Linked DNA regions of Rattus norvegicus: region 2 is linked to region 1. The links are chromatin contacts, called in public Hi-C maps. All regions are on one chromosome and are shown on one strand. The core of a region is the stretch at or near the end of the contact, and the rest is flanking DNA. Distances in the headings are between cores, read along the strand shown.

Region 1 (3,974 bases), core at 1,009-3,508:
CTCTCTCTCTCTCTCTCTCTCTTACACACACACACACACACACACACACACACACACACACACACCATTTCACATTTAGAGATTATGCTTAACTCACTTGTAAGGAACAGTGTCAGGTGAGCTTCAACAGGAAAAGGCTGAAGCAGCAGTACAGACTTAGAACTCACCCACATCCCAGGCAGAAAAGATATTGCAACCCTACCCAGAAACACAGTCGCACTCTACCATGCGGAGTGAGACCAACCCCGTCTTGTGAGATTCCTTGGCCTCCCTAGTAATATGCTCCCAAGATGGTTGACTTGGAGGCGTGTGGTATGTCTGTCCACAAGCCAGGCGGGGCAGGTACGATAGCCTGAGGCACACAGTACATAGACCTGCCCACTGTTAGTCATCTCAGAAGCAGAGCTCATACAGAAAAAGATAATTAGAAGGTGATGAACTGTGAGCCTTTGCTGCCTTTGATTGTAAAATATAATTTGTTTTTGGTAATAATGTTGGTACTTAAAAATGGCTTAGCACAGTTCCCCAAAAGACGATCCACGTGAGCTAACTTCACAAAAGGCCAATTCCAGGTGCCCATGAAAGTTTAAGTGCCCAGGATTGTCTTCCTAGCCGGTCTTAAGCACTGGGAGAATGTGAACTCCATTGTACAAAACAAAAACCTTTAGTGCCATTATGTATAATTTGACTTTCATAGTTTTATAGGCTTTTGAATTTCCAAGTGGGCCAACTTCTTTGTCTCGAAGCTGGCTCTCACTTCAGGCAAGCCCATGGGCTCAGGACGAGAGAAAACACTTCACGCAGTGCTTATATTACCATGGCGCTCAGCAGAGAGAGAGCCGCTCCTCAGGGCCCACATCCCCTCCACTAACCCTCAGTAGAAGAAGCCCTACCACTGGAGCTGCAAACTGCAGACAAAGAACACTTATAAGGTCGTCCTTCAAAGCTGGGACTTCATCTGCTATTTCCCCATGAAGGACAGGGCCCTGAACCTATCAGGTGATTTCTGGTGATGAAAGAACAAGAATCCACTGTTACTAGCGAGACCTTCAGGGGAGAGCTGTAGGCAGATGTACGGCCACAGGCCTGGGGCCCGGTCTCCTCCATCTTTGCTTGTCTAACCAAGATGTTACTGATAGGTGGCAGCCTCATTACTGTGCATTGTGCGGGTGCCAGCTCATGAGCCGCCGCTTGGCCAAAGTGGAACAAACCCCCTGCTTCCCGAGGTATCACAGGAGTTGGAATCGGGTGGTGGTTATGATTCCATCCTATAAATATGTATGGGCATGCAATATGCACTATAATGAAGAAAGATCATCAGGGAGGAAAAACACAGTCAGAAAGAACAGCATATTAACAAGGAAGAAGCATGAAAGGCTGCGAGGGTGCCAAGGTTCTGGGGAGGGGGGAGGGGAGAGGCGAACACACGTATTCTGTATATTACAGCTGAGCTGCCGACCGGCCGACACCGGTCAATGTGAGTCTCCGCTGTCATTCTTCCCCAGCCCTGACCCGTCGGACACCCACAGGACACACTGCTGTGAAAGCTGCAGAACATACCCTGTAGCCTTCAGGTTGAGGGCACCCTGAGGACTGTAACTCAAGAAATTCTAGGAAGACGAAATTCTCCCATTCCCATTTTGAGAACGGAAAGCAAACGAAAGGACTCACAAGGCAGGAGAACTCTATTTCGGAAAAAAAGAAGCAGAGGTTGTGTGTATGGTGCATTTTCAATTTTAGACATTTCCTTGTTGCGTTTGGGGCTTACTTGGTGGGCCATTCATCACCTCTGCATTTAATATCAGATATCCAAATCTTGTAAAAATCGCCCGAGATGAACATTGACAGGGATTTTTGGTGCAACTTCTGAAGAATCTGGTCTTTTTTTTTTTTTTTTTTAATTGTATCACAGCTATTTGTAAGAAATGATATGCTAAGTAATCCTGGAGTATAATTTAGGGACAAAACCAACTGTCAAGAAACAGCCAGAAACTACATCTAATGAAATCTTTACAGACTGAAGTAATAAGTATTAAATTAATCAACATAGCTTAATTGAAGCTCTATCTGTAACATTTTTTTTATTAGGCTGGTTATTAATGAGCCTTTAAATGCTACAACTAACTTGAGCTCTGTGTTAAATTTAAATAATGAACCATTGTTCCCACACAAAAAAAGAACAAACATCTCTTGAATAGGCCTTTCTCCAGAGGGCCTTTTGCAGGCAGTGGGAGGAAGAGAGGAAGAGAAGAGTCCATGGTTCCTCACCACTGTTGTGTGGTTGGCAGGACACCACAAGAAGGGCTGCTAAAATAGCTTGAAATAACCATGCTGAAATCCCTAAGGAAGCGCAAAGGCAGCAGCTAAGAGCAGAAAGGAGACAGGGATTTACATTTCACCTCAAAGATGTGCTTATTGTCAACCCCGGTTACTTAGTCATGTGCCACCTAGATGGACATACACACCAAAGACTGAGCTATAGCAGCTGGGCTTCTGTTGCTGCACCCTGTGATATTTGCACGTCGTGTTGAGAAGGCAGTCCATCCATCCAATTGCTGGGGAACTCCGCCCAGGACTGCCCCTGCTGTGTACTTGCATACTTACCTGAACATGTCCCCCAAGCCTTTCAGCATCCCCTTCTTGGCTTTCAGTTTATCCTTCTCCTTCTCTCGGTCTTTCTTCTTATCCTTTCCGGCTTTGTCCTTTTTCTTCTCTGCCTTGTCCCTCTTCTCTGGGTCTCCATTCATTTGTCTCTCCAGAGAATAGGAAGGCTGATCACTGGACGTGGACACGGACTCCCTCCCTGACCTTGAACTTTCTTCTGTGTCTTCTTCCACTTGAAGGAGGGGAGAGAAGGAGATAGGGAAGACAGTGAGCCTTGGTGACAAAGTGAGAACACTAAATTTCATCAGAAGGGTCATGTGATATGGTGATCTGGGTGCATAGGTCAGTCCTGCATGGACATGGGTCACCAGTGCAGGAGAGGAAAGACTTTCTGTCTGGGTGTGCAAACAGGGAGATGCTTTCACTGCTACAGAGTCTGCACAGCGAAGGAGAGTTAGGAAGACTCCAGGCCATGCAGACCCAGCAGGGTCCTGTGCTCTACATTTGCAAAGGGAAAACCAGCTAAGCCAACTGTACCTCCTCTGTGCTTCTTTCTCCTTGGCTAAAGACCCTGCAGATGTTCATGCACTCCTCTTTTATCTGCTGATCAACACCACTCGATAGCAACCACCAGGTCAGCGTGAGCTTCCAGCACCAAGCTTTCTGATACACTCACATGTGTGTTGCATTCAATAATAAAAATTGGCACCATCCCAAGCCAGCGACAGCTGGCTACTTTCTGGCCAGCAATCTACATCTGAGGCTTTAGGTTTCTGAAGACAACAGGTCTTCAGGTTCTCCTTATGTCATTACCCTGGGAGGCTAACACCATGTGTAAGCCTCAGTGAGAACCAAGCTTCTGTGGTAAGTGCTTTAGCAATCAGGCCACCTGCTCAGTGCTACTCTGAAACTGCAGAGGTAGAGGTTCTATGGGAACCAACAAGTCTGTAACTCATTCCTCCTGCTGTTACCCTTTGTGTTTGGCATTTGAAAGAGTGACAAACAGCTGCAAAGAATAACTATTAGAAATCACTTTTAGAGATCCGGCCATAAATGTACTTTCCAAATGCACACAGTCAAGACTGTGTGAGCTTTAAGTAACTCTTGAATGCCAAGATGGTTTCTTTCCGGATCCAACAAAGAGATCCATGTTCTTGGACTTGCAGCAATATGGAACTAAATATAATGACAAGGCTTTCTCTCAATGTTTTGGCCCGCAAATCAAGTCAATAGATCTTGATGTTTAGTTCAGTCTTACTTCCCTATCAGCCACAGGGCACCAAGGCAGTGAGATAAGAACTAAGAGTCTAAGATCATAGAGGACATCCTAGCACATCAGATCTCAGCTGTTATATCTCACAAATCTGAGA
Region 2 (3,974 bases), core at 558-3,057, 1.0 Mb before region 1:
ACTGGCACATCTGACCTTTTACGTGTATCCTGGGATCCGAGCTCAGGTCCTCATGTAAGTGCATTATCCGCTAAGCTATCTCTCTAACCCCAAGGAATTGATCTTTATTCCACAGTATAAACCCTGGCCTACTTGGGTAGGGGTACAAACAGGCTGCAGGGTGTTCTGCCTCACTTCATGCAGATCTGTGATGATCTCTGTCCTTCCCTACAGCTCCATAGACCAGAATTCACACTAAATGTGCTGTGATACATTACAGAGGTGCAATATTTTGCTTTTGGTACACCTTGAGGTTTCCGAGCTGACCCTTTGCACTAGCATGTGCAAATGCTAAAGTCCCAGAGTGCAAATGCTAAAGGAGGATCACATGCACATGGCTTCCATGAAGTAAGTAGGCACTGGAAAGGAGGGATTAGGCACACTGAGAGTTAAGGGGTTTCTGATGGCAGGATTGGATGGAGGCCAGAATACATTAGCATACTGTTCCCAGTAGTCTGAGAGGAGAGGGATTCAAGGTGAACAGTCACTTTCATATCTGTTACACATGATCAGTTTTGTTACAGGCTGTAAGCTGAATTCCACTGTTGGGTCCTTCATGGCTCAAGGTGAAATTTCACCTCCCACTGCCTTTCAAAAGGGTTTGCAGTTGAGCAACTTCAGGAGTGAATCTTAACTTTGGCCAGAAAACATAGAGGCACAAGTTCTCCAGTCCCTAACACAGGACCCAGTTCACCTGAATGTCAGCATCATTTGTGAGTAATAGCATTGGCCTGGAATATTTGTACCCCTCTATATCCAGACATGTCATCCCAGGAGTATTTGAACAGATTCTGAATGTCCTTACTTACTCAAGAGAGAATCAACTTTTTTCTATACGCCCTGCTCTTGGAGTTCAAGTGAAAACACTCCTGCTGGCTTTTATTACACTGGGTACCCAAAGTTGATAGTTCTGGTTGTAAAGTCTCTCACAATTAGCCGAAAGGGTGATGTGAGTCTATGCTGACTAGATCAGTGGTTCTCAACCCTGTTAATGCTGTGACCTTCTAATACAGCACCTCATGTTGTGGTGACCCCAACCATAAAATTATTTTCATTGCTACTTCCTAACTGAGTCATAACGTAAATACTTTTGGAGTAGAGTTTTGTCACAGGGAAGGGGGCTCACAGGATGGAAACCACTGCTCTAGGGTCTTAGAGGTGCTTGGGTTAGGAGAGCGCAGGGCGTGTGTGTGTGTGTGTGTGTGTGTGTGTGTGTGTGTGTGTGTGTGTAACTTTTCCAGGAAAGGGCAGTGCTCACATAAAATCATTTTTTAAGAATCCAGTTACCTAACCTTTCATCTGTAAAACACTCACTCTCTGAGCTCACACTTGCCCCAGGCAGCTTTCTACACACAAAACCCATGCCTCCTAAACTCACACCTGACCCAATTAGCTCTCTATGTGTAAAACACACACACACACACACACACACACACACACACATTTTAGTTTTGACTTTAATATAACCAATGAAAATGAAGTATGAGAATGAATAGGATTTTGTGCTCTTGGTGGGCTGTGGGCTGCACATGGTCAGCCTCTGAGAGTCTAAGTATGGTCACAGATTTTTAGAATTGTTGAGACATAGTAGCCTAAGAAAATAACTATTTTCTTTCTTGCCATGGTAACTTTAAAATAAGAAGGATTTTTTTTCTCTCTACTGAAAAAACCATTTCAGCATTGTAGGTAAAACAAAACCTTGTCTTCTCAAGGGCTGTCACTGTTTCCACTCTGAATGACACATTTTCTGGGGTGCACAGCTTGCCTCATACGTGATTTGCTCCAGGCTAACAGCCTTGCCCTATTCATTCAAAGGCTCCAGTTTCAGTTGGCTCAGTCATGAACTAATGTAAAAATGAGAAGACCATTTGTTCGGATATGAGGAGTAAATCTCAGCCTTTGTTTCTAATCAATATTAACTGACCACTTTAGGGCTCATAAGGATAAGAGCCCTCCACACAGGGCAACTGAAAAGGATGTTCTGTGATACTGAAATGCCTCCTTTTTATGAGGGACTTCACTGAGGCTGTGTTGGGCTACAGAACCCTGAGGCTTACAGGCAACTTTGGGAAGATTATATGAGGTCTGTCTTGGGGATAGAACTCTTTTCTATATCAGCCACAGAACTTGTTGTCTGATGTGAAAATGCTTCTGCATTAATTGGAGAAACGCTTTATGGCTTGTGGTTATTCCTATCTAAGATTTGCACTGACAGCCCATAGCAATATGATGTGTCTTGGAAATTTAGAGGGCAACAGTTTCAAGTTGGTTAAGACTTAAATATAAACGTTCTTGTTAGCCGTGCTACATTTCTGGACTGATTTTTTTTTCCTTTTAACCTGCATTTTACTCTGGAGCCTAGAGCTCGTTCCTTCTTCCAGAGGAGAGATTTTGAAGTAATTGGAAATGAACCAAGGGACATTCCCTAAATTTTTTGCTCTAATGTGTTTAGCCATCAGCCTTGCAGTATTAGGAAATTACATGATAACACCTTCAATTTTGCTCATTAAAATTCACTATGGGAGCTCTGGGTCAAGGGGTTTGGGAAGACAGTTCAGCAAAGTACTTTCTGCACAACCTAAGAACCTTTGTTTCCCAGCACCCGCATAAAAAGTTATGTGCATGGAGCCCAAAAGAAAAAGCTGAAGTGAAAAGGGGGCACCACATGATCAGAATGAAAAGCAAGCTGGAGTGGAGGTGGAAAGCACCTACCAGAGGGCCTGTGCACCTAGTGCAAGTTAGTCCCACAGGCTTCTCCATTTTGCTACAACAGCCTGTGTCTGTGTAAAGGACAACAGCCTGAACTTGCTCTTCTTGTTCTGGCCTCTTGAAGCTAGGCATGCTGCTCAATGAGGGCCAGACTCCTTCCTATGTCAATCTTGGCTTTTCTCTCTTTGGCCTAGAGAGGACCCCATCCTCAGCGTTCCTGAGAAGCAGTGAACACCACCATCTGTTCAGGGCAAAGCTGAATCTATTCTCACATGTCACTCCAGGACCACTATGTCCAAGCACAACTGTCCTATGTGTATATGTTCTGAGATGCATGTCAAGTCTAGCCTGATGTCTTCGTCCCCAAGCCGACTGCAGCTACCACAGTCAAGCAGACATCCACTAGCTGCCTGCATCATAGACCATCATACTACAACACTGTAGGAGCTCTCCTGCCCTGGCGCTTCCTGACACTTGTTACTGTCACCAACATTTTCCAAGCAGGATTATGCATAGAGGTCCAGCACAAGTCTGAAGACCCTCAAACAAGCTCTGTCTGCATGTGCTAAACCACATCTGTCTGGTATGGACTCTCCTGAGAGCCAGGAAAGGGTTTGCGTCTCTGCAGACTGTGGCTGTCCTTGTCTGTTTAAATCTGGTGCAGTTGTTTTTCATATGGTATGGAATAAGAAGAAAAACAGGCTTTTAAAGCATAGTTATAAGCTGAAATACCTGTCCTTAACCTTAGTGTGAGGTAGGTAGACAGAGGAAGCTCTTTAGAGCTCACTGGTCAGCCAGTCTAGACGAACTAGAAAGTCTCCAGGTTTAGTGAAAGACTCTGGCTCCAAAAGCTAAGAACAGACTGAGGAAGATGTTCAATGCCCACCTCTGACTTTCACAAGCACACACACAAGCACATGCATATACAAAACAAAACAAATGTCGGATTTTCTGTCCTACTTAGTCTTAAGGGTCCTGTGATACATTCTTGCAAAAACAGGGTATGAATTTTAATGCCCTGGCCAGTTTTGAAATGGACAATCCTGTCTCCATATTTCTTAATTTACTCTGTTATTCTGAGAGGAAAGAAAGGTTTCTTTGTAGCTTTTGTGGTTCAGGCAGTGTGAGAGTAACAGCAGACGAACCCTAAGACACTGGTGCACTCCCACCTGAAGCATCTGCCAGCACGGCTGATGTGATTCAGCCTTAGTAAATTTTAATATTAA

Evidence for each region. A called contact is a pair of places that touch in the nucleus more often than the background predicts.
Region 2: a contact with region 1 is called in a Hi-C map of Schwann cells, with 4 times the contacts expected there. The contact joins two enhancer-like sites. A contact is called at or near these places in 5 of 12 Hi-C or Micro-C datasets (the A7r5 cell line, Schwann cells, frontal cortex and 2 more).

Annotation. Positions count from the first base shown.
Region 1 is chr19:72,342,450-72,346,423 of GRCr8, reverse strand. Pard3 (par-3 family cell polarity regulator) reads right to left here. Exons shown (of 25, transcript NM_031235.2): 20 at 2,605-2,836. Among named protein-coding and RNA genes, the nearest start is that of Pard3, 370 kb to the right of the region's middle. Within about 2 kb of position 2,258, at least 34 of the 93 cell types and tissues checked have an H3K27ac peak or open chromatin away from gene starts, as enhancers often do. A contact at or near this core is called in Schwann cells, where this site is marked.
Region 2 is chr19:73,387,569-73,391,542 of GRCr8, reverse strand. The region is part of intron 12 of Nrp1 (neuropilin 1); the gene reads right to left. Among named protein-coding and RNA genes, the nearest start is that of Nrp1, 130 kb to the right of the region's middle. Within about 2 kb of position 1,807, at least 5 of the 93 cell types and tissues checked have an H3K27ac peak or open chromatin away from gene starts, as enhancers often do. A contact at or near this core is called in Schwann cells, where this site is marked.